Regions from separate parts of the Mus musculus genome. Here all the other regions are linked to region 2. The links are chromatin contacts, called in public ChIA-PET, HiChIP or PLAC-seq and promoter capture Hi-C maps. All regions are on one chromosome and are shown on one strand. Each heading gives the region's core, a stretch centred on a gene start, on an enhancer-like site or on the middle of the called end of the contact. The rest is flanking DNA. Distances are from core to core; before and after follow the strand shown.

What was found. Promoter capture Hi-C pulls out the DNA fragments that hold promoters and counts their contacts. ChIA-PET counts read pairs in DNA pulled down with a chosen protein or histone mark. HiChIP or PLAC-seq counts read pairs in DNA pulled down with a chosen protein or histone mark. Capture Hi-C pulls out chosen DNA fragments and counts their contacts.
Region 1: an RNA polymerase II ChIA-PET map of memory CD8 T cells shows a contact between it and region 2, with 50 read pairs. The contact joins the enhancer-like site here to the promoter of Slc35d3 in region 2. A contact is called at or near these places in 1 of 39 promoter capture datasets (the C10 cell line), 3 of 115 datasets of contacts at active chromatin or transcription factors (memory CD8 T cells, pancreatic cancer cells and stem cell-derived neural progenitor cells) and 1 of 9 other capture datasets (adipose tissue).
Region 3: a promoter capture Hi-C map of embryonic stem cells shows a contact between it and region 2. The contact joins the enhancer-like site here to the promoter of Slc35d3 in region 2. A contact is called at or near these places in 8 of 39 promoter capture datasets (3T3-L1-derived adipocytes, the C10 cell line, the HPC-7 cell line and 4 more), 3 of 484 Hi-C or Micro-C datasets (bone marrow-derived macrophages and embryonic stem cells), 7 of 115 datasets of contacts at active chromatin or transcription factors (embryonic stem cells, memory CD8 T cells, neural tube and 2 more) and 3 of 9 other capture datasets (adipose tissue, liver and macrophages).
Region 4: a contact with region 2 is called in a FOXA1 HiChIP or PLAC-seq map of pancreatic cancer cells. The contact joins the promoter of Bclaf1 here to the promoter of Slc35d3 in region 2. A contact is called at or near these places in 1 of 484 Hi-C or Micro-C datasets (embryonic stem cells) and 3 of 115 datasets of contacts at active chromatin or transcription factors (the 230-238 cell line, embryonic stem cells and pancreatic cancer cells).
Region 5: a contact with region 2 is called in an RNA polymerase II ChIA-PET map of memory CD8 T cells, with 82 read pairs. The contact joins the enhancer-like site here to the promoter of Slc35d3 in region 2. A contact is called at or near these places in 1 of 39 promoter capture datasets (liver), 1 of 15 datasets of contacts at CTCF or cohesin (large pre-B cells), 2 of 484 Hi-C or Micro-C datasets (both in embryonic stem cells), 11 of 115 datasets of contacts at active chromatin or transcription factors (acute myeloid leukemia, effector CD8 T cells, embryonic stem cells and 5 more) and 2 of 9 other capture datasets (embryonic stem cells and liver).
Region 6: a contact with region 2 is called in a promoter capture Hi-C map of liver. The contact joins the promoter of Map7 here to the promoter of Slc35d3 in region 2. A contact is called at or near these places in 1 of 115 datasets of contacts at active chromatin or transcription factors (embryonic stem cells) and 3 of 9 other capture datasets (adipose tissue, liver and macrophages).

Annotation. Positions count from the first base shown.
Region 1 is chr10:19,489,225-19,493,971 of GRCm38.p6, reverse strand. Gm33104 (predicted gene, 33104) reads right to left here. Exons shown (of 4, transcript NR_152784.1): 2 at 2,955-3,017. Among named protein-coding and RNA genes, the nearest start is that of Gm33104, 4.9 kb to the right of the region's middle. Within about 2 kb of position 2,066, at least 26 of the 459 cell types and tissues checked have an H3K27ac peak or open chromatin away from gene starts, as enhancers often do. A contact at or near this core is called in memory CD8 T cells, where this site is marked.
Region 2 is chr10:19,849,467-19,853,894 of GRCm38.p6, reverse strand. It overlaps Slc35d3 (solute carrier family 35, member D3), which reads left to right and starts at 2,436. Exons shown (of 2, transcript NM_029529.3): 1 at 2,436-3,311; 2 at 4,226-4,428. The coding sequence starts at 2,873.
Region 3 is chr10:20,151,070-20,156,206 of GRCm38.p6, reverse strand. It overlaps a transcript of Map7 not described here. Among named protein-coding and RNA genes, the nearest start is that of Map7, 17 kb to the left of the region's middle. Within about 2 kb of position 2,471, at least 14 of the 459 cell types and tissues checked have an H3K27ac peak or open chromatin away from gene starts, as enhancers often do. A contact at or near this core is called in embryonic stem cells, where this site is marked.
Region 4 is chr10:20,309,504-20,314,227 of GRCm38.p6, reverse strand. It overlaps Bclaf1 (BCL2-associated transcription factor 1), which reads right to left and starts at 1,759. Exons shown (of 13, transcript NM_001025392.1): 1 at 1,624-1,759.
Region 5 is chr10:20,122,262-20,127,199 of GRCm38.p6, reverse strand. Map3k5 (mitogen-activated protein kinase kinase kinase 5) reads right to left here. Exons shown (of 30, transcript NM_008580.4): 24 at 2,063-2,248. Among named protein-coding and RNA genes, the nearest start is that of Map7, 46 kb to the left of the region's middle. Within about 2 kb of position 3,624, at least 129 of the 459 cell types and tissues checked have an H3K27ac peak or open chromatin away from gene starts, as enhancers often do. A contact at or near this core is called in effector CD8 T cells, embryonic stem cells, memory CD8 T cells and 1 more, where this site is marked.
Region 6 is chr10:20,168,134-20,173,065 of GRCm38.p6, reverse strand. Map7 (microtubule-associated protein 7) reads right to left here and starts at 2,044. Exons shown (of 18, transcript NM_001358787.1): 1 at 1,745-2,044. The coding sequence starts at 1,877. It overlaps Gm51795 (a long non-coding RNA gene), which reads left to right. Exons shown (of 2, transcript XR_003948992.1): 2 at 301-1,821.

The DNA of each region.
Region 1 (4,747 bases), core at 817-3,316, 360 kb after region 2:
TGACAATAATAGGGGTCTATGCAGGAGCAAGAGTGAGTCATGGTGGGAGGTTGACCTCTGGCACCCACACATGTGCACCTGCTGGTCTGAGCCAGATGAACATTAACCAGCAAGCAGTTGTCATCTCTGTAATGGTCTTGATGAATGCTAGTTTTCTTTAGTGTCATCTTGCTCTCCTCACTTGCCTTTGCTAACTTTTCAAAACATGTTGTTCCTAATACACACTCCAAAATGTAGGCTTGCTTTCCCTCCCCGCTAGCATCTGTGAACTTAAAGGTGGTCATGTTTCTAATCTTTCATGCTACTATTTAAAAACATGTCCAAGGCTAATCTCACTTGCTAGAGGTGTACTTTGGCTCAGCATTCAAATAGGATCCATCCTTTCTCCATTTCTAAAACACAAAAATCAAGTCTCCCTTACTAAATTTTTTATTTCAGTCCCAGATGCCTTAGGTGTTATACCTATCTTAGATATTATACATATATTATCTATGTTAGATATATATTATACATATATTAGATATATCTGTCTTAGATGTTATACTGCCTTAGATAGATATACTATCCTCAAACATGGTCTCCCTCCATGTGGAGCTTGGAGATCTGAGATGTGCAAGCTTGTGGTATCTGAGAAAACCGCAGAAGCACGGTGACCCCTCTCATGTTTGATACCCATCTCTCCTTATGGTGATTTACACGAAAATGGCTCTCGCGGGCTTCCAAATTTCAATTCTTAGTCACCAGGTTATGAAACCGAGAAGGCTTAGGGGGATTAGGAGGTGTTGTCTTACTGAGAGTGGACTTTGAGACTGCAAAAGCCTACACTGGGCCCTGTGTCTCTCCCTCTGTCTTCTTGATGCCCGTGGAACAGGATGTAAAGCTGCCTGCTTGCCTGCCTGCTGCCATGCTCCCTGCCATGGTGACAAAAGACCAATCCTCTGAAGCTGTAAGCCAGCACCCAGTGAAATGTCTTCTTTTCTAAGAGAAAACATTTGGTCATGATCCCTTTTCAACAATACAAAGGTAACTAAGACATCCCTGAAGCAGGTCAGACCCAAATGTTGGCTGGTTTTATGTCAACTTGACCCAAGCTAGAGGAATCAGAGAGGAGGGAGCCTCACTTGAGACAATGACTCTTAAGATCCAGCTGTAAGGCATTTTCTCAATTAGTGACCAATGGAGCCGGGCCCAGCCACTGTAGGTGGCACCATCCCTGGCCTCCTACAAGAAAGCAGGCTGAGCAAGCCATGAGGAGCAAGCCAGTAAGCCGCACCCCTCCATGCTCTGTATCAGCTCCTGCCCTGAATGAACTCCTGCCCTGTTTGAGTTCCTGTCCTCACTGCTTTTGAGGATGAACTGTTCTGTGAAACTTGGGGCTAGAAAAGCCATTGAGTCACTTCTGTAAGAGCTTGCTGCAAACAGTAAAAAAAAAAAAAAAACCTGGAGGCCTAGCTTGTGCAGTGTCAGCGGGAAGAAAAGACTCTACAGGACATTTTGTGTGAAGGATCTGTAGTTTTGGTTAGCTGGGGATGAAGAACCATCTGTGATGAACAAGATACCAGAACTACTAAAGTAAAATCCTTGCTGGATACTCAATGCTGGTTGGCCAGAGCTGAGAATTTAGCCACGATTACGAAGAAAGCAGCATTGTTGGGGTAAAACTTTCGGGGGAAGTGTTTTCAAGAGATTCAGCACACAGAAGCTGTGTTCCAGACAAGGCCATAAGTTGGACCTTGCGCTGGTAGCTGAACTTGATAGTGCGCCAACAAGGAAACACTGCCTTGAGAGCCTCAGTCTGTTGGCTCAGTCTCAGATCTGATCTCTGGGCCAGAGCTTTTGGTCCGAATCTCAGCTCTGGTACTTGGTATTTGGTATTTGTATGGCATGAGCACGTGATAAACTTCTGTGTCCCGGTTTCCTCATTTGTAAATTTCAATTAAAAATCATAGACAATGCATCATATAAATGCACACGTGATTTTAATGTACTAGCAACAGTGTTTACACTGCAAAGGTTGTCATGGCAGCTGCTTGATCCATGTACATCGCTCAGAACGATGTAGGGTACATGCTGAGCTGCATAAAGTATTATTTTTGCTTTTGAATTTCGTCCGTTTCACATTGGGGGTGGGGACACATGTTTTTGTACTTAGGGGTTTTAACTTGGAAATCAGAAAACGGTTCTGGTTCTAAATAGCTGGAGCTAACCAACAACCTTGCGGGGGGGGGGGGGGGCGCCTCACCCCATCACAACCGCTTGAGGATGCTGCCCCCTGGTGGTCCTTCTCCGGGGCTTCTACCACTCTGTTTCAGTCATGCCAGAATTTTGTTTGTCTTCTCCTTCCTTTAATCTAAAGGTCAACCTATCAGCAGCTGCAGCATTCCCTCACAAGCGTTTCTCAAAACACAGTTTGTAAGTCGCAGATGTACATATGCATTTCCACCGTTTGGGTGGCAGCTAAACGTTATACTTTTGGTAGGAATGTTTAGAAATGGTGAGAAAATTATGTGTCCACTCAGAGCACCTATTATGTAATCTTTTTAATTGATACACTTGAAAATGAGGTAAGTACCTGAGGATTCAAGCAGAGTCCTCTTTAGTACTGATATAAGCATTCATATTTAAAAAAATCATTCTTATGGACTCTAGGATAAATGTCCTATTGCATACCAAAATATAGAGTTTAAAAATATTAACGTCATTACTTTGACAAAATTTCTCAGGATCAAAGAGATAAAAGTTACAATGTTTGCACTTATGCTGCACATGTGTACTCTGTTTGGTCCTGTTTTCACCTGGTCATCTGCAGTGCCCACCCCAGCAACCTCTATCTTATTTCTTCAGGAATTTTCCACAATAACAAACAAACAAACATAAAACAAACAAACAAAAACCATTTGTTTTCAAGAGGAACTATGCAAAACTCTTCCTTTTCGGTTCTTTTGCAAACTTACATGACCCTGGAAGGTAGCTCAAGGGCGGATCACCTCGTCTGGATCACCTCTGTTACACAATTCCTAGCACCAAAAAAGGCAACATCAGAAGATCGGTGAATACTTTTTTTTTTCCTTTTAACACATTTGCTATCGTTTCTGATGGAGAATAAAGAATGAGTCTGAAGTTGTTAGGCGCTCGCTCAGCCGGCTGGAAGCCCGACATTCTCTCTATGCTTCTGCTGCCCGGCATTGTGGACAGAACATTACTCAAACCACAGGCTCCAGACTCCCAGGTAACTGAAGCCAGCAGGAAGCTCTGTTTGATATCAAGTGTGTGCTTTATCGACCTTTTTGTTGTGATGGGAAGAAGGGAACCAGCTTTGCTTTTATCTTGCCCTGTCGTAACATTGCCCAGTAGGTGGAGGCTTTTTTGGTGCACTGTGGCCAAACTCTTTGATAGATGCTGAATTTGTGATCATAAATTTTCTATAATAATAATAATGATAATAATAATAATAATAAATCAATGTTCTTTCCATCACCGTTACTAACATAAAATCTTACACAGCCACGTGTTTTATTAAAGCGGATCTAAAATTCTGCATTCAGGAACCACCACATAGAAAATACAACTTAATTTTCTTTCCTAAGAGACAGAAGCCTGTCCGTCCAGGGACAAAGGCTTACATCTAACAAAGCAATTTTGAACTTTGGAGTCAACCATATAGACTTTGAGCTAAACACAGTCTCGGTGTCTTATTATATTAGAAATACTCCTGCAGAATAAGAAAATAAAGTGTCTTTGTTTCCTCTACAAGTACTTAGTTTTCAATGAGCAAGTTAGAGTTTTTATATTTCATTTAATGAATATGCCCCCCCAATTGTTTTGCTTTTACACATGTGATGAAGCTATATTAAATCTACCCTTTTTTTTTGTAGGATGCCCTTGTGGGTTTAGACCTGAACACAATACAGTCACTGAGCAGAGACCAGGCTTAGTGCAATCACAAGCTCACCCCAGTGTTCCTGTACCATACTCTGTGGCTCCTCGTCTACTTTGGATAGTACTTGTTCCAACTCCTTAAGAGTTCTAGTAATTTACAGAAAGAATTCTCTTCATTAAAAGATGAAATGTGCTCTGTATTTTAGCCCAATATTTAACATTTAGTAGTAGTTTTGTGATTTAAGAGTCATAGATACTTTGGATGTTAATTATTTCTTTTATACCAATCTTTAGAGACATGTGCATTTAAATATCTGATTTCCCATTCTAGAAATATCGCAATCATCTCATAATTATGAATTAATGTTCTAAGCACATTTCTGTCTGTCACTATTGCCAGAATGTTTCAAGCATGTTACTGGGAAATAACCATGCAAGGAAAGAAGACTGGCTTCCTCAGTGGAGTTCTGCTTTAAAGCGCAGCTGACACTTGGGCCTGGAAATTTCTTTGTTGTAGGCAGCTGCTCTGTGTGTACATTCTATGTGCATTCTAGGATGCTTACAGAACCCTTGGCCATGTCACACCAGATGCCAGTGACATGCTACTCCTCACTGTCTGCAGACACTGCCACATGCTCTCTGAGGCAACAACTGTCAACTTCCTAACACAACAGGTTTGTTTGTTTGTTTGGTTGGTTGGTTGGTTGGTTGGTTGGTTTCACCGTAGCCTAGAACTGGCCTAGAACTCTTGTCAATCCTCTTGCCTCAGCTTCCTGAGTGTAGCCTCTATGACCAGCATCCAAGATCAGATTAATATTTCCAGCCAGCAGTCTGCTTTTCTTCCTGTGTTGACAGGCAGAATTCTGAC
Region 2 (4,428 bases), core at 1,187-3,686:
TTCTCCTGAAAGCCATCTCTGCTCCTTGTCAAGCTGATGTAATTTCCTTCCTGGATGTTCTTTCTCTTGCTGCTCTTGTCTCTTCCTGGTGCTCCCTCACCCCCCCCCCCCATGGGTGCTTCCCCAGAGGCCAGCTGAGAGTAGTCATTCTTGAATCCTCCCCCAACTGACTACCTAGCATAAAATAGTTGCTCAGTACATTTGTTGAGTGAGTGAACTGAAAGATTGATTTTATGCCACTAATATTTATTGAGTAGCTATAAAGATAAAGAACGTGTGTCTAGACCTTTGGTAACTTGATTCCAATTGGTCAGATGGCTTTGTGACCTCAGATCTTCCTAAATATACTATGATATTTATCTTTTTCTTGACTTTCTTTAGGAACTTACCTAGTAACAACTTTTGTTAGAGATGGGTTAATTTGTTAGGTCCTACTAGGGAACTATATATAATACAGCAGAGAAAATCTGCTGTTTCATACCTCGTAGATCAGAAATACTAAGCCAAGTAGTCTTGCCTAAATGAGAAGGGTAAGGTAGCTGAGTCAGCCCCCAATCTTCCAACTAATGTTAGTATCAAAAATGGAAGTAATTATAATTGCTGGCAGAAATGAATCATTCAGAGCTAGGGCTGTAGGGGCTCTTCTTTATAACATTCTCTTATAATAGGATGGCTTGCAGCAGCGGCCCAGTTAATTGGAGTGGTCAGGAGAAACGGGAATCTCCTATTGAAAATCTTAGTTAAAAAAAAAGTTCACGTTCAGTCTTGATCCCTGTATATTTTGAATATACTCTTAAACTATACTCATAATTTGTATGACTACCTCAGCCTTTCCTAAACCCTTGTCAACCAGAGTCTCTTAAATAGCTAGTAGTGTGTAACCACAGCTTACAGTAATAAAACTGAAGCGTTCCCAGGGGAACCAAAGCCCAAGAGCTACTGGGGAACCGGAAACTTTGAAGCACAGTGCAGCTAGGGGTTATTCCTGCAAAGTCAGCTTTGCGGGGACCCATACTTACCTGAGTGCACACCTGTCAGGGACACAGCAGGTGGCTGTGCTGGGCGCTAGCCTAAGCCTGCCTATGGCTGAGATGGTGTGCTTTCTCACGAGAGCACCCACAATACAAAAGCTGGCCCACATGAGAAACTGCAGTGAACCTGGTTCTAATTCCTGTTCCAATTTCTTCCTCCTGCTGAGCTTATAATCCGTTTCTACATCTGTACCCCACGGTTGGGTGCATCATAGAAGTGGAAAACCATAAAGATAAAAGATTTCGAGGAAATGTACCCATGTGCCCAGGCAAGGAGATGTGGTGTTTAAAGGTTTGAAATTCCAGTCGTTAAGAGATGAGACCCCAGTGACTGAAAGGGACGTGACACAGAGACCAGAGACCTCAAATCCTTAGCTTCTCAGCGGAAGCTTGGACATCACTATAAATTTTAAATAGCATGGGAAAAAAAAAAAAAAAAAAAAAAAAACGACTGTAGCTGGCAATTACAGAAGCCAAGCTAGTGGCTCTGCGCTGCTGAGTTTTCTGAGGGTCAGAACGTAACTTGCCTGCAAGTGAATTCAGATCAAAGCCTCACTGGGGTGGGGGTGGAAGGACCTGGAGCGAGTGGGGGTGGGGGTAGTCACAAAAGGTAAAGTAGGGAGGAACACATGCGCACTTTTCACAATGGGGCAGAGGAGTGCTCTCTGGCGAGGGAAAGTGGTACCCACACAATCCTACTATCTGAAGCCGGTTCCCTGGAATTCAAAAACCGTTCTCCGGAACACCTGGACAGGGTGGAGTGTCTATGGTTCATCCTTGCGTCACACACCCTCTGCTTTCTCCCTTTCGTCATTTCAGCAGTCCATCTATCTCTACCTGGCCTCTGGGCTCCTTCCCCTCACGCTCCTTCACTGCTAGTACTATCAGCTTGCCCTCGGTTAGTGTCTGCTTTTGCCTATTTTATATCTTTGCCTAAATTAAGTGTGTCCCTCCATTCCCACGACCCGATGCCCAGACGCCATTCTCCATAAGGAAAGCTCCTGCAGCGCCACGCAGGATCTCAGGACCTTTTCTGGGAGGGGCGCAGAACCCAAGCTCACAGCCTGGCACCAGAAAAGGCCAACTTCGGGGCTCCAAAGCACTCCCCAGCAGCTGGTTCTTTTAAGGCCCTGGGATCTAATGTCAGGGGGCCCGCCGCCCTCCAGCACCGACGTGTCTCATTTCCCGTGCAGCGCTGAGAGAGACCGTGGGTGGAAAATCCGCTGCAACTCGCGGGCCACCGGGCTGGGGGCGCCGTCACTTGTTGCGACCAATGAACGGTGCTCAGTGCTGGAGCGTTGTTTCTAATACCGTCTTTAGCTGTGCAGGGGATCCCCCAGCACGCACCCCGCTGCTCTGCCACTGTGGGAAGGGAGGAGGTGCCGCGCCCGGAGAGCCGACCCCGGTGGGCGCTGGATGCCCCAGGGAAGCAGGCTCCACCCGCCCCGCGGCAGCCGCCTCAGCAGGTCCAGTCCGCACTCCGCAGAGCATCCTTCTGACCCAGGAACCACACGGGACACAGCTCATCAGGGATCCTCACCTACTTCCAAGTCGCGGTCTCTAGGATTCCCGCCACTCCTCTCACACCCGTCCCCCACCCCTGCCACTTTTCGGAGTCCCCCGCCCCCGCCTCCCGGCATCTGCGGGGCAGTCGCACGCGGAGCTGCTGAGCCGGGAGGACGCCCGGCTGGAGCTGCCCTCCGCAGCCCAGCCCGCACTCCCTGCCCTTCGCTTCGTCCCGCCGCCCGGCCCGCGCCCCCGCTGCCCTCGCTCTGCGCCTCCCCGCCGACCTCCTGCGAGTCTCGAGCTCCGCCACGGCGGGGTACGGCGGGGCCGGCGCGATGCGGCAGCTGTGCCGGGGCCGCGTGCTGGGCATCTCGGTGGCGATCGCGCACGGGGTCTTTTCTGGCTCCCTCAACATCCTGCTCAAGTTCCTCATCAGCCGCTACCAGTTCTCCTTCCTGACCCTGGTGCAGTGCCTGACCAGCTCCACCGCCGCGCTGAGCCTGGAGCTGCTGCGGCGCCTGGGGCTCATTGCCGTGCCCCCCTTCGGCCTGAGCCTAGCTCGCTCCTTCGCTGGGGTTGCCGTGCTCTCCACGCTGCAGTCCAGTCTCACTCTCTGGTCGCTGCGCGGCCTCAGCCTGCCCATGTACGTAGTCTTCAAGCGCTGCCTGCCCCTAGTCACCATGCTCATCGGTGTGCTGGTGCTCAAGAACGGCGCGCCCTCGCCCGGAGTGCTAGCGGCCGTGCTCATCACCACCTGCGGCGCCGCCCTGGCAGGTGAGCGGGACCCGCGTCAACCCTGGTCCACCCAACCCACCCGGTAGAGACCGCTGGGACCACTCGGTGCAACGCCCTCACTGCCAGATGGGGATACTGAGGCAGGGAGCTTTGAGTGGTCCTTGGGATCACAAAAGGGACTTTTCTTCTGAGACCCAGCGCAGCCTCTCTCAGCCTTCAAGCCTCCTCCATCAGCCCTGCCCCCCAGGTGTCCAGGCTTCCGCCACCCCACCCCCACCCCTTTCCTCCCCCACCCGGGTCTTTCTTGTTCAGCCCCTTCCTCAGGAGGGATGGAGAGTCGCCAGCGCAGAGAACTGGAGTCCAGCCCTGCACTGAGCCGGAAGGAAGGGGGCCGGGAACTTCCTCGGATCACGCGGGGTTGGGGAGCTGGAGAGACGGGAGTGAAGCCTGAGCAACCTGGGCTCAGTACCCGGGCCCTAGGCAAAAGGAACCGCCCCGGGGCTCAAGGGCAGGAGGGGCGGGGAGGACCCCCGGGGAATCCAGCTGCGGGCAGAGGGGAAACACTCTTTCCGGGGCCGTGCCCGCACTCGGTTGAGGCCGCTAGCTGGGGTTCCCTGTCCCTTCCGGTGCCCACGGGGCGGGAACCACCCTCCCAGGTGGCCTCCGTGCAGGCTTCAGGGACCCCAAGGAGCCTACCCAGAGAGCATCTGATCTCCCCCTGGCCTTCGCCCTGGCTAGAGGAAGACCGGGTACATTAGCTCGGCTTGACGGTCGCATTTTGACACAGAGATGGAGGCAAGGAGGGTTTCTGTTGGGCACTCGGAAAATTCGTGGGCAGAATTGGGATGCTAAGGGTTTTCCCCCCAAGGCGACATGCTTCCTGGAGTGGATACCCAACCCTGTGTCTTCTCTTTTTCTTTCCCGCGCTGGCTCTGCCGTCTTGGTGCGCTCAGGAGCTGGCGACCTGACGGGCGACCCCATTGGGTACGTAACGGGCGTGCTGGCTGTATTGGTGCACGCAGCCTACCTGGTGCTGATCCAGAAGGCGAGCGCGGACACGGAGCACGGGCCTCTCACCGCACAGTATGTGATCGCCGTCTCCGCCACCCCTCTGCTGGTCATCTGCTCTTTCGCCAGCACCGACTCCATCCACGCC
Region 3 (5,137 bases), core at 1,222-3,721, 300 kb before region 2:
AAAAATCTAATTTTTCAACTAGTTCTGAATTTAAATACATATTAAAGAGAATAATCCTTAACAGGAAAAAGCAGTGAAATGTCATTTAATTTACATTGCAAACAACTAAACATTATAAGGAAAATTATAAATAGTAATTTATAATAGTAAGGCGGTAGGAGGCACATTGCTGGGGAGTAGAGCCTTAAACTGGAGAACAAGTCTCACTGCAACAAGCACGAAGACCTGGTCCCTGACAGAGATAAAGAGTTCAGCGACAGACTACAGGCACTGAGAGCATTTCACAAACTGGAGATTAACACAAAGCATTCATCTTGATAACAGAGTGAGTCCCAAGAAATGGGATCACAAGACAAGATATACAACCAGTATTCCCAGCTTGCTTTCTTTTCATTTTTCTAGATCCAGGGTCTCACTAGCTGGCCTGGTACTTACTATGTAGACTCATGGAGACCATGAGGGGAGCCCGCCCTGCAGGCCAGCATCACCACGCCAGGCTATTTACAATATTCTAATACAAAAGCTCCTTGTCAGGTCTAGGGATGAGAGTACAGATGCCCCGGAGAGGAGAGAGAAGGGCACTGGCACGGGTCCTCTGTGTGAAAGTGCGTCGGCTCACAATCTCAGAGCACAGGCTGCACAGGAAGGAAGAAAGGCCTTGGGGATAAGAGAAAAGGAGATGAAGCCAAGATGGGCGTCAGACAGACTCTAGAGCTGGGAATATAGCTGGTGATCAAGAACTTGTCTGATATGGACCTGGCCCTGAGCTCAGTTCCCAGAATCACAGAACAGCAAGCCACCAAACAGAACCCTGGGTTCTGGGCTCAACATGACCTCATTTCAGAGACTGCATTAGCATCAAGCAAAAAATATCTCACTTTGAAGCAATTACAGCTTACTTAAAAAACTTAGTGGAGTGACTAAAATGAAAACCATCAAATCAACAAAATATACAAGGGCCGAAAAGGATGCAGAACAATCTCACAGGACGCTCACAGAAAAAGGTGTACAGCCACCCTAGAAGTGGCAACGTCTTACACAATCACATTGGAGACAACAATGTAAGTATCTGCCATAAATGAAACCAGTGACGTAAAAACCAACATACGAATATTTGCAACAGTTGTTTCTCCTACCCAAACCTAGGAGTGACTGGACGTCCTTAAGTTGGGGACAGGGAAGCACTAGGTGCTAGGGCAGGGAACTACCAATGCACATCACGGTGTGCTCAGATCTCAAATACATTAGGCTGTGGGGGCGGGGGGCGGCACCCCTGCAAAGGTTACATGGTATGCTTCCACTTAAGACTCTGGGAAAAGTCAAAGCAAAGATGGAAAATAGATCAGTGGGTGGGAAATGAGCCAGAGGGAGCTCTGGAAGACAAGACTCTAAGCCCTATCGACAGTGATGGTTATACATCTATAGCTACGTTGACAGTCTACTGAAACAACACATTTAAAAAACAATTAAAAACTCCTTTACTAGCCGGGCATGCCTTAAATCCCAACACTCGGGAGGCAGAGGCAGGCAGATTTCTGAGTTCGAGGCCAGCCTGGTCTACAAAGTGAGTTCCAGGACAGCCAGGGCTATACAGAGAAACCCTGTCTCAGAAAAAACAAAACAAAACAAAACAAAAAACAAAAAAACCAAAAACAAAAAACCCACCTCTACTTATTCGAGAATTTCTAATGTATTGATTTTTTTTTTCTGGCAACTTTTATGGAACGGTCTACTGGGCTATCTCATCTTTCCAATGCTCAATCTATTAATCATTATTATAAAGGATGTGCCCCCAACTCTTGGACCAACTGAAATTCCTCTGCTAGGAGAAACCAGTGGAAACCTCAATCCAAAGTAATGGCTTTAAAATATCATTTCAGTTTTGGAATGTTTGACCTTTTTGTCCCTCTTGGGCATCTCTCACTTCTCTGACTTGGCTGTCTGTCCCTCCTCCATTTTGAATGGTTGTCTATCCTGTCTGCAGTTTTTCTTTCTGATCTTTCCTGGAGTGGCCTTCAGACCTGACCTCGTGTCTGTTCCTGCAGGTTCACCAGTTAACTATCTGGCATCACTACTGACACTTTTCCACCTTTTCTTTTACTCAGTTGTACTCACTAATATGTTCGGGTCAAGCTTAAACTAATGAACCAATTAAAAGTGGATCGCCTTGTGTCTTCTTTTTACCTGTGATCCTCTGACATCTCAGAGTCCCAAACCGGCCTCCTTTTTTTATACCCACTGACAGGCCAGTGCCTACCTAGCTCTATCCAGGGACCTCAGAGTTAAGTCTGGAGACCAAACTCTCTCTCCTTTCTTCCTCCATCTGGTCTACACAGCTGCTCTGAAAAGAAGCTCTCCTTCCAGGTTCCAGAGCAAACCGGCACCTCCCGAACTCAAGCACAGCTGTCCCAAATGGGCAGGGTAGGAGGAAAAGGACCTCCCTAGGAGAGGGTGTGTTTGTGCTAATTGTGCAACCCAGCTCTTTAATTCTGATTAACAAAGCTTTATCAAGACAAGCCTTCCTGCTCCAACAATACTGTTCTAGCCTCTTGGCTTGACCTTTGGCCTCAACATATCCATCATGCCTAACTGATTTCCCTGAACACTCACTTTGAGCCTTTCACATTTGTCCTGTCAAGAAACTTTAGCTCCTCTCCTGTATGCCTTTATTTCCCCTCCTCCTCCCTCTGACCACACATCACTCCCTGTTGTTTGGCGGTTAAGTGCTAGCTGCAGCAGGTGCTCCGGGATGACCACAGCCAGAGTGGTCCATCCTTCCTCCACTGAACCCTCACGACCCGTACACATTGGCCTGTGGATTTCCTTACTAAACTCAAAGATCATATTCATCAACCTTCCAAACTCCGTCATTTTAATAACCCATGGAAAGTACACATTCTTGGTTAAATTAGTCTAAGCCTCGATGTCTTTAGTTCTTGTACTAACAAGACTTGAGTATGTTTTTTAAAGCTCTTCGAATAATTTGTTTTCAGGTATCATGACACAAGTGTGTGAATTCTTTAGAGACCATGCCAGTGTAAATTTGCGTTTCACACACATACCTAAGCTATGACAACAGCTGACTTCTCTTCAACTTACCAGTGGTTCTCAGGAGAGAACCACTGACTTAGCGAGATGTGAAGTTTGCCCCCTGAAGCAGCAGCAATTCTAGCTTCTAGGATCTGAATTTCAATAGGGAGGGGCTTACGTCACAGCATAAGCACAACCTGAGTGTCTACTTTCTATGCTTATTTGGGGACAACAGAGGCCCTTCTGGCTTAAATAAAGATCACTTTTTACTCTGGAAAATTTCATACAAGATACATGACCACAGTAAGAAAGTCTAAGTCTGGGCTGGAGAGATGGCTCAGTGGTTAAGAGCAGTGACTGCTCTTCTAGAGGTCCCAAGTTCCAATTCCCAGCACCCACATGGTGGCTCACAACCATCTGTAATAGGATCTGATGGCCTCTTCTGGTATATCTGAAGACAGTGACAGTGTACTCATATACATAAAATAAATAAATGTTAAAAAAAAGGGGGAGGGGGGGAGTCTAAGTCTTTCCACCAAGAATCCTGATTTTTAAAAACAACAACAACAAACAAACTCCATTCTAGGTTGTAAGTAATATCTTCCAATAGAATGGCAACAGATCTCACCAAAACATATGGGCATTAATTTATTCCTTGCACATCAGACTTTGGGCATCACAGATTAATCAAAAGCAGCATGAAACTTTAGCTCTGTGGTCTTTTTAAAGGAGGTTGGCAAATGGGATTTGCTCTGTGTAGCTGATTTCCATAGCTTGGAATCATACTAGGTGACACACAGAATTCCAGCTCCTAGTTTTGTGATGTGATGACCTAGGAATTTGCTCAAAATAATATTCTAATAAAAAGGACTTGACATCCTCTAGTGGTGAAACACAAATCTGTTTCTAAGACAACAGCATTTTCTAGTTCTTGCTTCCCTTTGACTATGGACAAGGAAAATACCCCCGTAAACCAAGAGAATGGTTCTACCTCAAGAAAAATGACTTTTTAAAAAATAATATAATTGTAAAAATTATAACATCATCACAACCCTTGAGCAAAAGCTAAACATATCTGCAGAACTGTTTTCTGAATGTTGCATTGATATAGTACCCTTTAAATACATACTATGCTGCCAAAGTTCACTCTATTTGAGTCCTATACATACACAAACATAGGCCTTTAATCTTGAACATATCACAGGTATTGTTTCTGTAATAACCCGAGATTTTAACCTCAAGTCTTGAAATACAGCCTTAGCACAAGGACATAATTTAAGAACCACTCAAGGTTGGATTCTACCTCAAAGTAATTATATACAAAAGGAATACAAAGGGAATGCGTCAGGAAAGAAGTTGCTGTTTGTGGCTGAGAAAGAGGACACACAGGGAATCTGGGACTTAGGAGGCTGAGGTGGCGAGCTCGGCAGGAGGACTCCAGGAATACATGGCAAGATCCCCATCTCAAGCAAAAAAGACAAAGGAAAAAAAAAGTGGCATTTTGAGGTGGTAACTCTTACTTCTTGGTGGCAATAAAACACAGGCTTAGGTACCCCTCTCATTCAATAAATTCCATATAAACCTATGATTTAAAAATAATAAATTGGGGGGCCGGAGAGATGGCATAGCATTTAAGAGCACTGACTGCTCTTCCAGAGGTCCTGAGTTCAATTCCCAGCAACCACATGGTGGCTCACAACCATCTGTAATGGGATCTGATGCCCTCTTCTGGTGTGTCTGAAGACAGCTGCAGTGTACTCATATGAATAAACATAAATAAATAAATAAATCTTTAAAAAATAAATTGGAGTGTTTGAATGTGTATAATGTGAAATGTGAGTATAAAACTGAAGTTCTACATTCAGATAAAAGTCACAGGTTTTACACGTATAGAGCATAAGTTGTCAACATTCAAACAACCTGTGTTCTCTCAAAATAGGGTCGCCTGGATTTTAAACAATACATTTCCAAGTCAGGGAGACAGCTCTGAAGGTTAAGAAGCCTGCAGGTAAAGAGGTCTGCGGACCCGAGGCCAGTCACTAGGACCTACACAGCGTAAAGAGAACCGATTCCCACAGGTTGTTCTCCAGCTCCCCCCACACAAATA
Region 4 (4,724 bases), core at 510-3,009, 460 kb before region 2:
CTTTAGAGACATCCTTCCCAGCACACTACCCTGAATTTGGTTAGAATCACACAAAAAATGCAAACTGGTAAGTCTTTAAAGGTCCTTTATTGCGTAACAGTACCAACTATCCCAGTTAGGGCTAATCTAGAATACAAGCTCATAGTGAGGACAAGACATTTTGTTCTACGATTCCCTTTTAATACAAAAATATATATGCTGTACCAACAGGATGTGAGTCTGAAGTGACTAACAGGTTTTTTTTCCCTTTCAATTTTTCTCCTTTTCAATTCTAATAGAAAACTTTAAATTTAAAGGTAGAAAGTACAGGTCCTCACTTTAACTAGATAAACTTAAAATATGTTGGGTATGAATTTGCACATCTATAACCCAAACACATATATACATGGAGAACCCGTAGTTCGAAGCCACTTGGACCCAAGAAGATCGTCTAGGGTACAGAAATCCAATATTCTGGTCACTCCCCAGACCAAGAAAACAAATCTTAAAACTCAGCTGGGGTGACGAAGAAGTGACGAAAAAAAAATACTATTATCCCACCACTCCCGAAGCTAAGGCAGGAGATTAACTGGGAGTTCAAGGCCAGCACTGAGTGACAGAACTATAACCTTCTTCCTTCACCCATTTATCCCCCCAATCACCGCTGCCAATATCCTCAATTTCTAAAGTGTGCTAACTCTTACCAAAAAAGGTAGCCGGGGCGGTGGTGGCGCACGCCTTTAATCCCAACACTTGGGAGGCAGAGGCAGGCGGATTTCTGTTCGAGGCCAGCCTGGTCTACAGAGTGAGTTCCAGGACAGCCAGGGCTACACAGAGAAACCCTGTCTGGAAAAACAAGAAAAAAAAAAAAAAAAAAAGGTATGTCAGCGCTTGGATTACTGAGAAAGGGCCCCTCTCTTAGTCGCATCCCGCTAGAAACTGGAACTACGCACCTACTGATCGGCTACAACAGTGAGTTGGTAGGGAGCCAAAACGAAAAACTTTGGCGCCAACACCCAGGTGTCTGCTACAAACAGATCGAAAGCCTTCATCTGATTAAGCCTGGCCTAAACCGACATATGTACCCCATAGAGGCGAGGGAGGCGGCTTAACCGCCACGCACGACGTGGCTGATTCCGTTGCTTAACTTTGTCGCAGCTCGCCGTTATCTCCTCCGAGTCCCAAAGGCTAGGACCAGGAAGGAAGACGCCTCCCCCAAGGCCAACAACAAGCAAGGCTCGGAAACTAACACACGCGGCGGCGTTGCCATGGGCAGGGAAGAAAGGGGAAAAAAGCACGCGTGCGCAGAGCCCTGGGCCGGGCGCGCGCAGGAGTCCCAGCCGAGGCCGTGGGGGAAGGGTCGGCGAGCGGTTTGCGCACGCGCACGCCGAGGCCTCCCGGGCTCCGGCCCCGAGCCAGGTTCGCAGCCCGGCCCGCTGGTGGCGCAGCTCCCCCATCCCCCCACCCCGGCGGCCCGCGGCGCCTTCCAGACCCGAGGGAGCGAGGAGGAAAACGCACGAGTAACGGCTCGGGGTCCCCGTTCCCGCCGCCGACCCGTCACCACGCGTCAGAGTTGTCGATACCCAACCGCCCTGTCGCCTCGGCTTTCTCCTTTGAGTGACTCGAATGCGGCGCGAGGCCTACCTGACACGCCGAAGCACGATGTGCGTGCAGGGTTTACCTCCGTGCTAACTACACAGCGGCCATTTCCCGACTCCAGAAGGAGAGGAAGACCATAGAGGCGGCCTCGTCGCGCTAGCTCGGCTCCGTCACTTCCGACTTGGGGCGTGGCCTTCCAGGCCGCTAAATCGCTAGGCAGGCCCCTCCCACCGTCCCGCCCAGGCGCGACTGGCGAACCGCGGTTGAGTGTAGCCCAAGGCTTTCTGGGAAGTCTCGTTGCCCGGTCTCGCGAGGTGTAGCCGACAGGGGGTGGGACAAGGGTGGGGCGGGCCCTGAAGGGCTGGCTGGCTTCTCCGCAGGCGGCTCGGCTTTGTTCGAAGAACAGTCGAGACTGATGTCCCCTGACTTCCGAGCCGCTGTTAGCGAGCCTGGCTCCTTCTGAGGCGGCGACCCAGAGCACGCCAGAAGCTCTCTCACTGAGGAAAAGGCCGGAAAACCGACGACGCAGGGCTGCGTCTGCCCGGAAGCGCCGTCCCTCGGACGCCTAACATGACAGTTACAAGGCAGTCTCTGCCGAGTGGCTTCGGGTGAACTCGCCCCCCGCCCCCTCCCGGGCCGATCGTGAGACTTGGATCGGCTGGGCGACTGCGTCACGGAATGGCTCTTAACTTCCCGGGCGCCGGAGCCTGGCCCCTGAGGCTTTCTCAGAGTTTTGTACGGATCCGGAAACCTCACGCCCTAACTGGATCTGCCAGAATCAGATTATAAACGAAGAAGCCAGGATTGAATTGAAGCAAGTTGCAGACATATTTACCTGCTGTTCTTACCAAAGCAGGACCACTCAAGGGACTAAAGCCGTTATTACGGTGTGATATTTTAGGACAACGTTAAATTCCTTGAAGGATTTCAAAGCTGTAATTGGCAGCCTGTCAGTTAAGTTCAGCATTAGAGTTTGATTCTGATCTTTAACCTTGTTCAGGGCAGCCTGTCCTCACAATCCACTCCACAGTGGAGGAAGTACCTGACTGACCAATGAATCCTGATTTTGATTGTATTTTAATTGGGCAATTGCTCCGCACCCAGCTCCCACTACCATGGTGGAAGCTATGATCTGCGCTATATGCGGGACCCTGATAGGTCTAAAGCATAAAGTAGGAGCTCAGAAAATACTTGTCAAGTAGGTGAGCTGTATTTACATGAAGCACAAAGACAGCACAACTGTGCTATTTTATATTAATGAGACAGCAGGGGCCAATAGCTCTTAATCTATTCAAAATACCAAAATCTAATCACTTTGAAGCTATTAAGTCCTGTGCAATTCTAGTATATGTTGGAAAGTTATCTTTTCATCTAAGGCAATATAATTTTTCGCTCATTAGATCCCCTGTGCTGGGCACTGAACCCGCAGAACCTGCCTGGTACGCGCTACACAATTGTTCAGCCACAGAAGTACACCTTCCTAACCTAACTTTGACCTCAAATAAATCAATGTGTTACCAAAGAAGGAAGACATGGGAACAAATAAATAAGTGGATGTCTAACAAACAGGTTGAGCCTCTGTAAGGAGCTCAGACGGTCAAGGAACCGCTCCCAAGCCCAATACAACCTGAGTTCAATCCCTGGGACCTTTATGGTAGAAGTGTAGTAGGGCCCAAGACAACTCCCTCCATGGCAGAAGTACTATTCAGGCTGTAAAACTCAGCATGTAGGCAGTCCTATCTGCCAAAAGGAAACAAAGACCTAATTCATCGAGGTCTATAGCTCTGGGGAAGTGTATGTGTGCGAAGAAGCTTGTGTTTGGGCATCTGTAGTCCACATCTAGTTAACTGCTTTTCTTAAATGAAGTCTGTCAACCCAGAACACGGTTTTTGTGCCTCTCACCCTGATAAAGCCAAGGACTACACACTCGGATCTGGAACACTCAGACAGCTAATATACTTTCCATTGCCTTAAAACCATGTCCAAGCAGTCTTCCCTGTTGAAAACTTCACAGCAGAAGGACAGAACAGATTCCTAAAGGTTGTCCTCTGACCCTGTCTACAGGGAGTTGTAGCATATAACCACTCCATACACTTAGGCAAATGTATGTGAATAATTTCTTAAAGAAATAAAAGATGAACTAGATTTATTTTATATGTGATGTTTTTTAAACCAAGCTTCAAGGTTCTTGTTTAATAGATATTCATTTTATTTGATTTTTCAAAACCTGAAATGCCACCATAAATTGTCATACGTGGAAAGATCCAAATGGAAAGTTGGACATTTCCTAAAAATAGAAAATTTTCCAAGAAGAAATATAGATTGTAAAGTTGCCAACCTTACTAATACACAAATGAATGCTGCAGTAATGTTTTATGACCTATAAGTTAGTGGATTTTTGTTTTTAAGTGTCTGCACATCAGCTACACAAGTTTGTAGATAACCTGAGTTCCATGAGACCCTGTCTCAAAAATTTTTCAGCCTAGTCCATGAAGTGACCATTGATATTAACAAACCCTAATAATTTCTCTTAGAATATGATACACCTCAAGATTGACCTTATGAGAATAATCCTATTATTTTATAAGGTCACCAGGCTAGGAATATGACTCAGTGGCAGAGCACATGCCTAACATGTGCTAGGCCCTAGATTCACTCCCCAGCACAGAAATGTGCCTGTGTCAGTCTCTCCACACACTTAGAGACAAAATCTCTAGGGGTTAGCATAAACACTGGAGAACCGGTGATTTGCTGAAACCTGATATCTGTGTGTTAGAAGTGATTTAGGTTCTAGAGTAGCAGAACTTATTAAATGAATGTGTGTTTGTGTGTGTATGTGTGTGTGTGTTAGAATGGCTTACAGGCTGTGGTCCACCTAGTTCAGCAATGACTGGCTATGAACAGAAAGTCCCAGAATCTAGAAGTTGATCAGTCCACGAGGCTGGATATCTTCAGTAAATGCTGGAATCCCTAAGAAGTGGGCTCTAATGCCAGGGAAGGAATGGGCTTGCCAGCAAAGCAAAAGAAAGCTGGCAAAGAGCAAAAGGTTCCCTCTTCCAAGTCCTTATTAAGGCTCCCAGCAAAAGGTATGGCCCAATTTAAAGGCACGTGTATTCCTACCTCAAGATTCGGGTTAGAAGTGGATC
Region 5 (4,938 bases), core at 2,375-4,874, 270 kb before region 2:
TATGACTGGTAAATGTCCCACCCATTTAAACAGTTATACACCCTACCATTCTGTTCTTTCAAAAACCTACTGTGAAGCACACAGAATATAAGACTTCCAATGTTAATCACTTGCATTTGCTCAGATGAGTCTTAATAATATAAAATTAGTGATTTCAACCACCCGAGGCACTATGTACCCCCATGTTACTGTGTGAAGGTCCTCGCCGTCCATCCTTAGGCCTCTTTCTCATATAGAATTGGAACTCGGGACTCAGTCCGATCTCAGCTCTCACCCAACAGTGCTGCACACCTGACCTGCGTCCATCCCTGTGGTCTGTGCTCCGGGAACCTCCCCAAAGTCAGAGGATGAATTCTCTGGTCGTTTTTAAAGACCATCCCGTTTGACTTAGCATGACATTCCTAGGACTCATCTACATTTATAACCTGTGCCAGAATTTCCTTTTTAAAGGTTGGACAGAATTCCCTTAACATCTGGATTGGGTCACTCTTCCCGGTTCACAATGTCACCTATGTAAGCAGGGCTGCGGTTAGAGAACCAGGTGGAAGCTGGAAAATGGTGGCTGAGCTCCAAACTCGTGCCAAGAGTCAGAATGACAGCAGCTCAGTCTTTCCATTGGTCCAGCCTCATCCAAACGACCCGGTTTAGGAGAGAGCCGGCCTGAGGCCTTTCGCATAGCAGTTGCTCCCAAGGAAATGAACTACTTCTTGGACCTCACTTGCTCCAGGGGATTCTTTCAGAGTGAGCTTGCAGTACCTCCATTTCTTAAATGGATCTGCCTGCTTATGTGTCTAACCAGGCTATCACTTAGAACATGGGAGTATTTCAAGTGTGAATCCTTCATAGCCATGGCCCCCCTGCACATCCCCTCATCACACAGCGTATTGCTCACTGCCGCATTACACAGCGTATTACCCAACAAGAGCACTTGACAGGCCAGGAGTGAAACTGGGTTGAGCGAGTTGCATGACTATGTCTGACCTGGGCCCAAGGCTCAGGATTACAGCTAACTAGCTCTCACTCTGAATTCTCCCCAACCTCCTGCCCAGAAGCCAATGTGTGGGCAGGCACAAATCAGCTACATCGTTGCACTGGATGGTAGATGGCTGGGTTGCCATAGTTGCAGTGTAAGCATGCCTTAGCATTTAATATTAGTGACAGGCCCTGCTTGGATTCTCTAGGACCTCGGTCCAGTCAGGAGAATCTTGTTCCTGTTCTTCACACAGCAGAAACACCAAGTCGTTTCCACTCAGAACACCAGTGACTGTGGAAGGATGAAGATTCAGTTTGGAATGGAGGATTGTTTCTTGTTTCAAATACAAATGTCAAGAAACTACCTAACACAGGAGTAATACATTACAAGTTAATATTAAACATTTAAATAAAACCACACAGTGCAATTTTATATTTGCATACAGGCACCACCAGATATTTTTTCCTGCCTCCCATACCTTGTGTGTCTGACAGTGGCTTACAAAGGTCTATTTTGAATCAGACTTGCAGAATAACTTCTGGTTTGTCTTGCATAAGACTGTCAGTGATCTCTCATTAGATCACGAGTAGTTTCCACTCACCAACTGCCTGTTTTCCAAACTATATTTATGGTGGGAAAATAGTGGATATTTACGAAATGAACTTGTTAAGAATGTCCTATATGGAAACCAGAGAAAAGCCTTGGGGGCTGAGGGGAGAGAGAGCATTTCAACACTGAGCATTCCCAGGTGTAACAGTGCATTTCTCTCAGTGGCCACTAGATGGCACTTCTTGTTCAGCATTACAAAACACGACTAATGTGCACTATGCTTTAGAGGCCCACACATGATCCTAAGGAGAAACCCAGTCTTGGGAATGAATGTCTGTAAGCCTTGCTGTTTCCCATGGTGGTTCAGCTGTGTGAGTCTCTTATCTTTGAGGGAACTCAATAAATACCTCACATCTGTCATCCGAAGAGAATGCAGTTTACCGAGTAAATGAGAGGGAACAGAATTTGAACTGTATCCCATTTCTATAACCAACCGACCCTGAGCAGAGTTTGTGGGGAAATGGCGGCCCGTGCACTTACCGCATCCTGGAAGCCAAAGAGGACCACCTGCACCTGGCTGATGCCGTGGCTGTCGAAGTCCAGCTCCAGCTTGAGCTTGGACAGTGTAGTGGCTATGATTTTTCGGTCAGTGGACCTCACAAACTCTCTGAGGCTCGAGATGAGGGTTGTGATGTGTTCCCACTTTAGTTTAGGCTCTTCAGCACCCTGAAAATAAAACCCGACAGGGCCTCAGTCACTCTGTACTCCACGCGAGCTCCCCCTTCTCAGTCTTTTCTCAGAAGACCTTTGCTCCGAGAGGCCTTCCCCAACATGCTTTGAACCCTGTGGCTCCCCTTAGTAGCCATCACTGCTGCCAGAAGTAACCAGTCTTTGGAGAAACAGCCGTACGCCCACGCTGGTCGGTAGCCAGGGCACATTTGGGCTGTGCCCAGATGGGGATAGGTTGAGGCGGTGAGAATCCTGCTGTTGGGAATTTTAATTGGACACTAAGGTGAGAGAGGGGCACGGAGCCATGGAATCTTAATCTCCGAGTCTGCCTGCAGAAAGGTCACAACCCAGGGTCGGGGTGCACCCAAGGACACGGGAGTAGATGCAGGGGAGTCGAGAATGACAATGGAAAGAGAAGAAGATAGAGCAGAGACGAGCAGCACAAGACGAACAGCAGCAGCCAAGCAAGAGCAAAGATGGAAGGAACCGTGGAGCTTTCTGTCTTCCGGACTCACACACCATGGTTCTCTAGGCCAGGCTCAGCTGGGTACCAGCCGGCTACCTCTCTCCTGGCTGTGTGTATCTATCAAAAGGTGTGCCTGGCCCTTCCATGGCCTTTAAAGTCAACTCCCTGTCGTAAAAGGGGCCAGGTTAGACACCACCATTGGAACCCCACCTTAACAACAACTGGGTAATCAGTTATAAAAAACAAACCAAGGAAACGTTCACATATTTAAATAGACCTCTCTTTCAAAGTGATTTTTATTTTATTTTATTTTATTTTATTTTATTTTATTTTAATGTGAGCAAGGCACACTGAGCCTGTAAAGAAAACCTAATCCTCATTAAACTTCAAGAATTTTTATTAAGCTAATTTCTAGTTCATACTGCATTTTCTAACTGTATTATTAAAATTAAGTTTCTCCACCAGGCCAATAAAATTCCCATCATTAGAATTCCATGAAAAATTTCAAAACACACCCTCACCTTCTCCACATATATTCTTGATTTGGGAGCTTGGTCCCCTGTTTAAGTTCTCATGAGAAAAGTCTAAATTGAAAGGCCTAAAGGCTGTCATTAAAGAAACATTTGAAAATTACACTGAGAACAATTACACTCTTTGTGTTTTTCTCATCACAAACTGAATGACAGCCAGAGGGAGGATTCACAGGCAACTTCCTAACACCGGGAAATATCAGGAGAGCGAACTGCTAGGAGAGCAAGCATTTATTTTTGACATCAGCTTTGTCTTTAAAGCAGCAGCAGCAGCAGCATGTTGCCTGGATGCGCGTGTGGCTGTCCTACACAGCACAGTCTCTACCCTGGGAAATGCTTCCCGTCCAGGCTACCACATCCGCTTAGTCATCATCATTTCTGCCCTAACTCCCGCCCCTCTGTGTCAGCTCATTCGAGGGCTTTCCTTTCTGAGACAGCATGTTCTGCAGGGTAAACCTGCCTCAGAACAATGGCAGCATTCGACAGTGAGCCTTTCCCACAAATTCAGCATTCACAGCTTTCCTGCAAAAGCCCTCTCTAGCCTTGTGTGCACAGGGGTGTGTGTGTGTGTGTTATATGCAGCTATGCACACATGTGAAGGCCACAAGCAGATATTGGGCTATCTTCCTCTCTTACTCGCTGCCTTATTACATCAATGCAAGGTCTCTCAATGATCTCCAAGGATCTTCCATCTCCCCTTGGGCTGGAGTTCTAGGCCTGCCCCGCCACACTCAGCTTTTTATGAGTGCTAGAGATTTGGATTTGAACTCTGCTCCTCGTTTTCACAGAAAGTGCTCTTGTCCACCGAACCCTCTCCCTAGTCTTTATTCCTTAAACTGTCAGCGATTTGTGAAAGGTGAGATACAGTTTAAAGAAGTTAAACTGTAATCAATAAAAACTGGGGCCAGGGAGACGGCTCAGTGGGTAAGAACACTCTCTTGAAAGCATGAGGACCTATCACTCGCGGAAAGAGGGGTCTTGTCTTCACTTGCCTGTAACCCCAGCATCATGAGGCAGAGACTGGTGGATCCCGAGAGTGCACTGGCCAGTCAGCCTAGCTGAGAGAGCAAGCTTCCGGGTCAGTGAGAGACACGGTCTTAAGGTTAGTAAGTCAGAGAGTAACAGAGGAAGACAAAGGCCAGCCTCTGACCTCCACGTGTGCATGCACCTGCACACTTGTGTGCATGCAACATACATCCCATAATATACTTCAGAACACACAACACACACATACGAGATACACACACCCAAAAATTAAAGCTTTTCATGGGTTAATAGACTAAGGACCTAACCGATAATCAATTCCCTTTGGGTTTGTTCTGTAGTGTAGAATGAAATGTAAATATTTCTCTAGAAAGGTTTTAAAACATTAAGAAAATAATGTCTACATAGAAAGGATTGTGATCAAGGTGCAGGATGTGAAACTCTCAGAGAATCAATAAAAACGTTATGTGTGGGGCGGGGGAGAAATTATTTCTCTCTGGTTGTGGAATAAAAAAAGAAACTAGGTAACTATTATTAGGTTGGTTGGCGGTAACAAGTTCGCATTTGTACAGTGTTTTTTATTTTGACCTAAATTTCCCATGACTCAGTGACTCCTGTCAGCAATGGCACATGAGTCTTTGTGAAGCAGCTCAGGCTCTGAGGAGGTCAGTATCTTACTCAGATGGCACAGCCTTGAAGTGATGGAG
Region 6 (4,932 bases), core at 795-3,294, 320 kb before region 2:
CAGAATTATTCATCAGCTCATTTTGTTTCCTAGGTCATAAATTAGAGACATATATGGATGTAAAGAAACCCTGGTCATCCTTAATAGAATGGAATCCTCCCCATGTATCCCAACCATCAAGCACACGTACACACACACACACACACACGCGCACACGCGCGCACACACACACACAAACACACACACACAGACATAAAAAGGGATAAACAGCAGGGGATCAGAACTCCTTGGTTTAAGATTCTTGGTGGATACCCAAACATCTTTAGAACTGACTTTCCCCTCTCTCCTTTTCTTTTAAAGGAACTACCCAAGGACAGGTTTTATTTGGAAGGAAAATTAAAAACAAAGAAGCCAGGAAGAAAAAGTCATGAAAAGTAAGAAAAAATGGGTAGCTATCCAAAATGATAATTGCAGGACACTCCAGGGAAGACTCACCGAGCCAGGATGTTTTGACAAATACACCATGGGAATGCTTCAACAAATTGGCATTAACTTTAAAAAAAGTTCCCAATTCTGCAGAGAATAAATGACTGGCTGCTGACCACCTTGGAGGGGTCTCACTGAGAGCAGCCTGCTCGGACTCAGCTGTCAACCCATGAGCAACTGAAGAAATATCCCCCCTCTACAGCAACACTGAGTTTCTGAGGTCACTGGGCATTCCGACAGAAACCCCGACAACAAACAGAAATCATCTGCAGTGATAATACTCTTTTCAAGAATGGAAGAAAAACTTACTTTTGGGTTTAAAGTACACAGTTTCCATTATATTTAGCAAAAGCAACATGGTTCATTTTGGAGCTAGGAACAAAGCGTCAGTGGCTAGAGCCACACTATGGAAAATTTGATAATGTCGGTGATAGAAAATTTGCCAGTGACAGAATATAAGACCCAAACAGCTCATAAAAATAAACAGATAGGTACCTCTTCTGCTAGAGAGAACAGCTTGCAGGAAGACGCCTACAGGATGCTGGAAAATTTAAGTGCAATCCTAAAAGCCCTTCTTCAAAGATGCATGAGAGTGGCTATGAGACAACACCTCGGAAGGACATCCATGGGATTGAAGCCTGAGCAGCTGCTGCCATGTCATCAGCACAAGGGGACACTCAAGGCTCAGACCTCTGTGTTCTGTAGCCAGCATGTCTGAAGTGGCACAGAGTACTCAGCAGCAGCAGTCAGAAGCGAGACCTCATGCTGCTCCCTCTCCCTGGCTGCCCAAGTTTGCCTGCCTGCCTTCCTTCTCCCTCAGCATCTGAGTAGAAGGAACCTGGAAGCATGCTCATCTTCTGCCCGTGGGGAGGGAGCTCTGGAAAAAAAATCACTTTACCTAATCCGTCCTTTTTACAGAGAAGCTCATTTCACTGAAGTAAACAGAAATGATCCGACGTGGCTACAGGAAAGTGAGGGTACTGTTCCTTTAAACCCCTTGAAGCCAAATTTATTCCCCCACGAGGTCAGAGTCACTGGCCCCTGTTTAAATGAAGGAGTGAATATTAAAGACCTTTATACTAGGAAAATAGTTTGGGTCTTAAAAAGTAAGCTGACCTGAAATAGACCAAACCTACAAAATTTATTTCCACTCCATCAGACTCCATACCCCGAGGGTGTGCGAGCGTGACCAGCAAGCTGTGTTAGGTCACGAATACTCGAGAAGCAGGCATTGCGCGTGCAGTTCGGAACCCGTGCGATAATCAATGTAAGAACAGTGCTGGATCCGGCTCCAGTGAGGGGTAGGGCTGATGCATACCTTTGGGTCTTCTGGCATTTCCACTCTTCTGCAGCTCATCTTCCTCATTAATGGTGAATAGAGCAAGGGGAATTGTCCTTGCAGGAGTCTTCTTCAGTCTCTCTTGTCGGATCGCTGTAGCTGACCCAGGCATAACGCTGCTACTTGTTCGGCAATTATATTAAATATATATGCTTATGTAATTGCAGCTCCCAGAAGCTGCTAGCTCCTAAGCTGCCTGTTCATTTGAGCACTTGTAATAGATCCCCTATGGGTAAACAGTGAGAACAGCTGACAGATACTACCAGCTACTTGGCAACTGAGGTCCTGCTGCTGCCCCTCACCTAGCAGCAGCCCCCTCCCACTTATTCCCCCCAATAGGCACAGGCGCTGGTGAGTAAACACTCTCGCACATGCACACACGCGCACGCGCGCACACACCCATTTCAGAAGGCCTCTATTAAAGGCACGCAGGTTCCGATGCCTCCCTTGGACTGCCTAGCCTTGGTCAATCAGAGCCAGCTTTCCCAGTCTTCTTTTTGCTACCGCACAGCAAAACATTCAGCATGCAGCGGAGGGCAAAAGATGACATGATGCCTGCTGTGAACAGTTGCCCTGACAACCCTGACATAGCCTAATGAAGGAGGCTGGGAGCAGTTCCAGCTGCCCTGGGATGCAGTCCTCAGAACCCACCAGCAGAGGCTTAGCTGCACAGGGCAGCTCCCTCCTCCTCTGGGTGGCAGAGCTGAGCGGCGGAATGGTGGAGCAGGAGAAACGGGTTCGTCTGCAGGAGCAGCAGCTAATTCTTCAGGACAGGAGAGGGGTTTCCTTCTCCCCCTCCCTCGTGGTCTATTACAGTAAGTAAAGATAAGGCAGGCATCCCGCCGCCGCTGCCTCACTCTCCTGACACAAACACCCATGTTTGTATAGGCTGAGCCTTGGTGGCATCTGTCCTGATGTATGGGGCTTCGAATTCATTTTCAATGTGTTCTCAACTCATGTATAAACTCTCTCAAGATACACTGTTCGCTTCGTTCATGAGGCCCACCAGCACAATACCGAAACCCTCCAAGGAGACCAGAAATTGGAGACTGCCTCTTTCAACTAAAAACACTTTCTCTGAAAGTCAGGCTGAAAGGACAGAGACAAAGCCAAAGAGGGGAGTCCCAGCTGCCTGCCACTGCATGACAGCTCTCCTTATCCCAATGCCCGGGCGTCTGCCAAACAGGTCTCGGCTAGTCACCCAGTTTCGGTTCTTTAGGACTATTCTCTCAGAAGCATGCAGCCGCCGTATGATTTTTGTTTCGTTCTGAAGTAAGTTTGCTCATTTTAAGACTTTCCATTTTTATGTTGCTTCAAATTTGTACAGTAATTTTTTTTTAATCAATAGTTTTTATAGCAACAAATAACAATTCAAAAATGCTAATTGCTAAATGAAGGAAAAAAAAGTTATTTTCTTTTGGCCTTTAATCCAAATTAAATCTAATGTCAAAGGCAATCCTTCCCCCTAAACGACTCTCCTACACACTGTCAAAGATTCTAACTCCGCATATGTGTGGGACCTGGGGTCCCATGCCAAGGTGCCCCCTGAGAAATCACACCATGTAACAGGCCTTTGGGGGAAGGGAGGGGAGTAAGGATCTGGAGAAGGGGTGGAGGCAGACAGACTAGAGGAAAGTCATGAGGGCAGAGAAGTGGGGGACAGAGGATGACAGGAAGAGATGCCAGCAGACTGGCTGGGAAATCAAAAAGTCCTTTTTATAAAAGTCACCTGGTGAGCCACCTGCACTTGGGAGCAGGTGATGAAGTGAGTCATTGCTAGGTCCCTGAAGGAGTCTAGTGGCATCGCCTGTAAGCTAACATGTCTTTTGTATGAAACAAACTTCGGCTAGTGTACTTTACTCTTCTTAGTGGCCCAGTTTTCTCTGGACAGCTGGGTGATGACTATTTTATCAGGTTGAGGGTAAGGGTTAAACAAATACAGTGCTCATAAGAGGTGGCTGATAAATAAAAGGTTACCACATCTACAGCACACCCACTGTAACCAGCACAGTGTTTTGCATTTATCTTCAAGGTGTTTTCTTCTCTACTATAAACCCTCTTGAGACACACCGTTTTCATTCATTTGCACCTCCCTGCCCAGTGCTGGGTATAATGGCTAGCAAACCCCACGGAAATGGACAAATTCTCAAAAACCCTTCCCTCCAAAGGCTTGTGATTTAACTAAGTGAGTGCACATTTAGATCCAGACTGGTGGCTTGAAAGAAGGCCAGGAGAATTGTGTTAGCCTATGTGCTACTGGGTTAGGCAAACACAGACTGTGGTTCCCTTACTTCCAGGGTGAGTTCACAAGGCCTCACAGCAAAGCAAAGGCTTTGGAGTTTAATTCATCCACATTGACAACAGATTTCCCCAAGAAGCTTCATGTGCCGGGGCTTAGGGAAGAGCAGTGAAGCGACAGGACACGGGACCCAAGTCATTATCCACCATGCCCAGCTGGTGACTCGGTTTCTTTTGTGTCCATGTCAGTAGGCAATCCCCCAACGACAGAGTGGATTCTTCACTCTCTAGCCTGAGAGACCATGAAATATGGTTTATATCTGTGTGAAAATCACCTAAGTGAAGGCGTTTGCTTTAACACGATAAGCTATTTTTGACAACCTTTACTGGAAGGAGTGAAACCCTGAATGAAGGGCCAGAAGTCAGCTCTAAAGAAGCCATGAGTCCAAGTGTCCAACGATAGAGCAAGAACCCCCGACTGGAAACATGCTCAGCTTTACCACAGCAGAGGCTGTGCTAGGCCCTTTGGAAATGTCACAGTGAGTGTCAGAATAGCACTGAGCCTTTCGAGGCCAGCCTGGTCTACAAAGTGAGCTCCAGGACAGCCAGGGCTATACAGAGAAACCCTGTCTCGAAACCCCCCCCCCCCAAAAAAAAAGAATAGCACTGAGCCACCACCACCTGACTGACAGGAAATGGGCACAGAAAGGCCAAAGTCAAGTAGCCAGCTGGGTCACCTGCCTTAGGCCTCAAGACGCATTTGTCCTGGGGCTTTATGAATCCTGACTGCTGCCAAGCTCTGTCAAGCTATGATTATCATGGAGAGGGAAGCAGCCCAATATCAACTAATGATAAAACTGAGTTGTCCTACCCACGAAGCACACAACTTCCCATTTTCCTACTATTGCCCACGGAACCTCCTCTCAGCC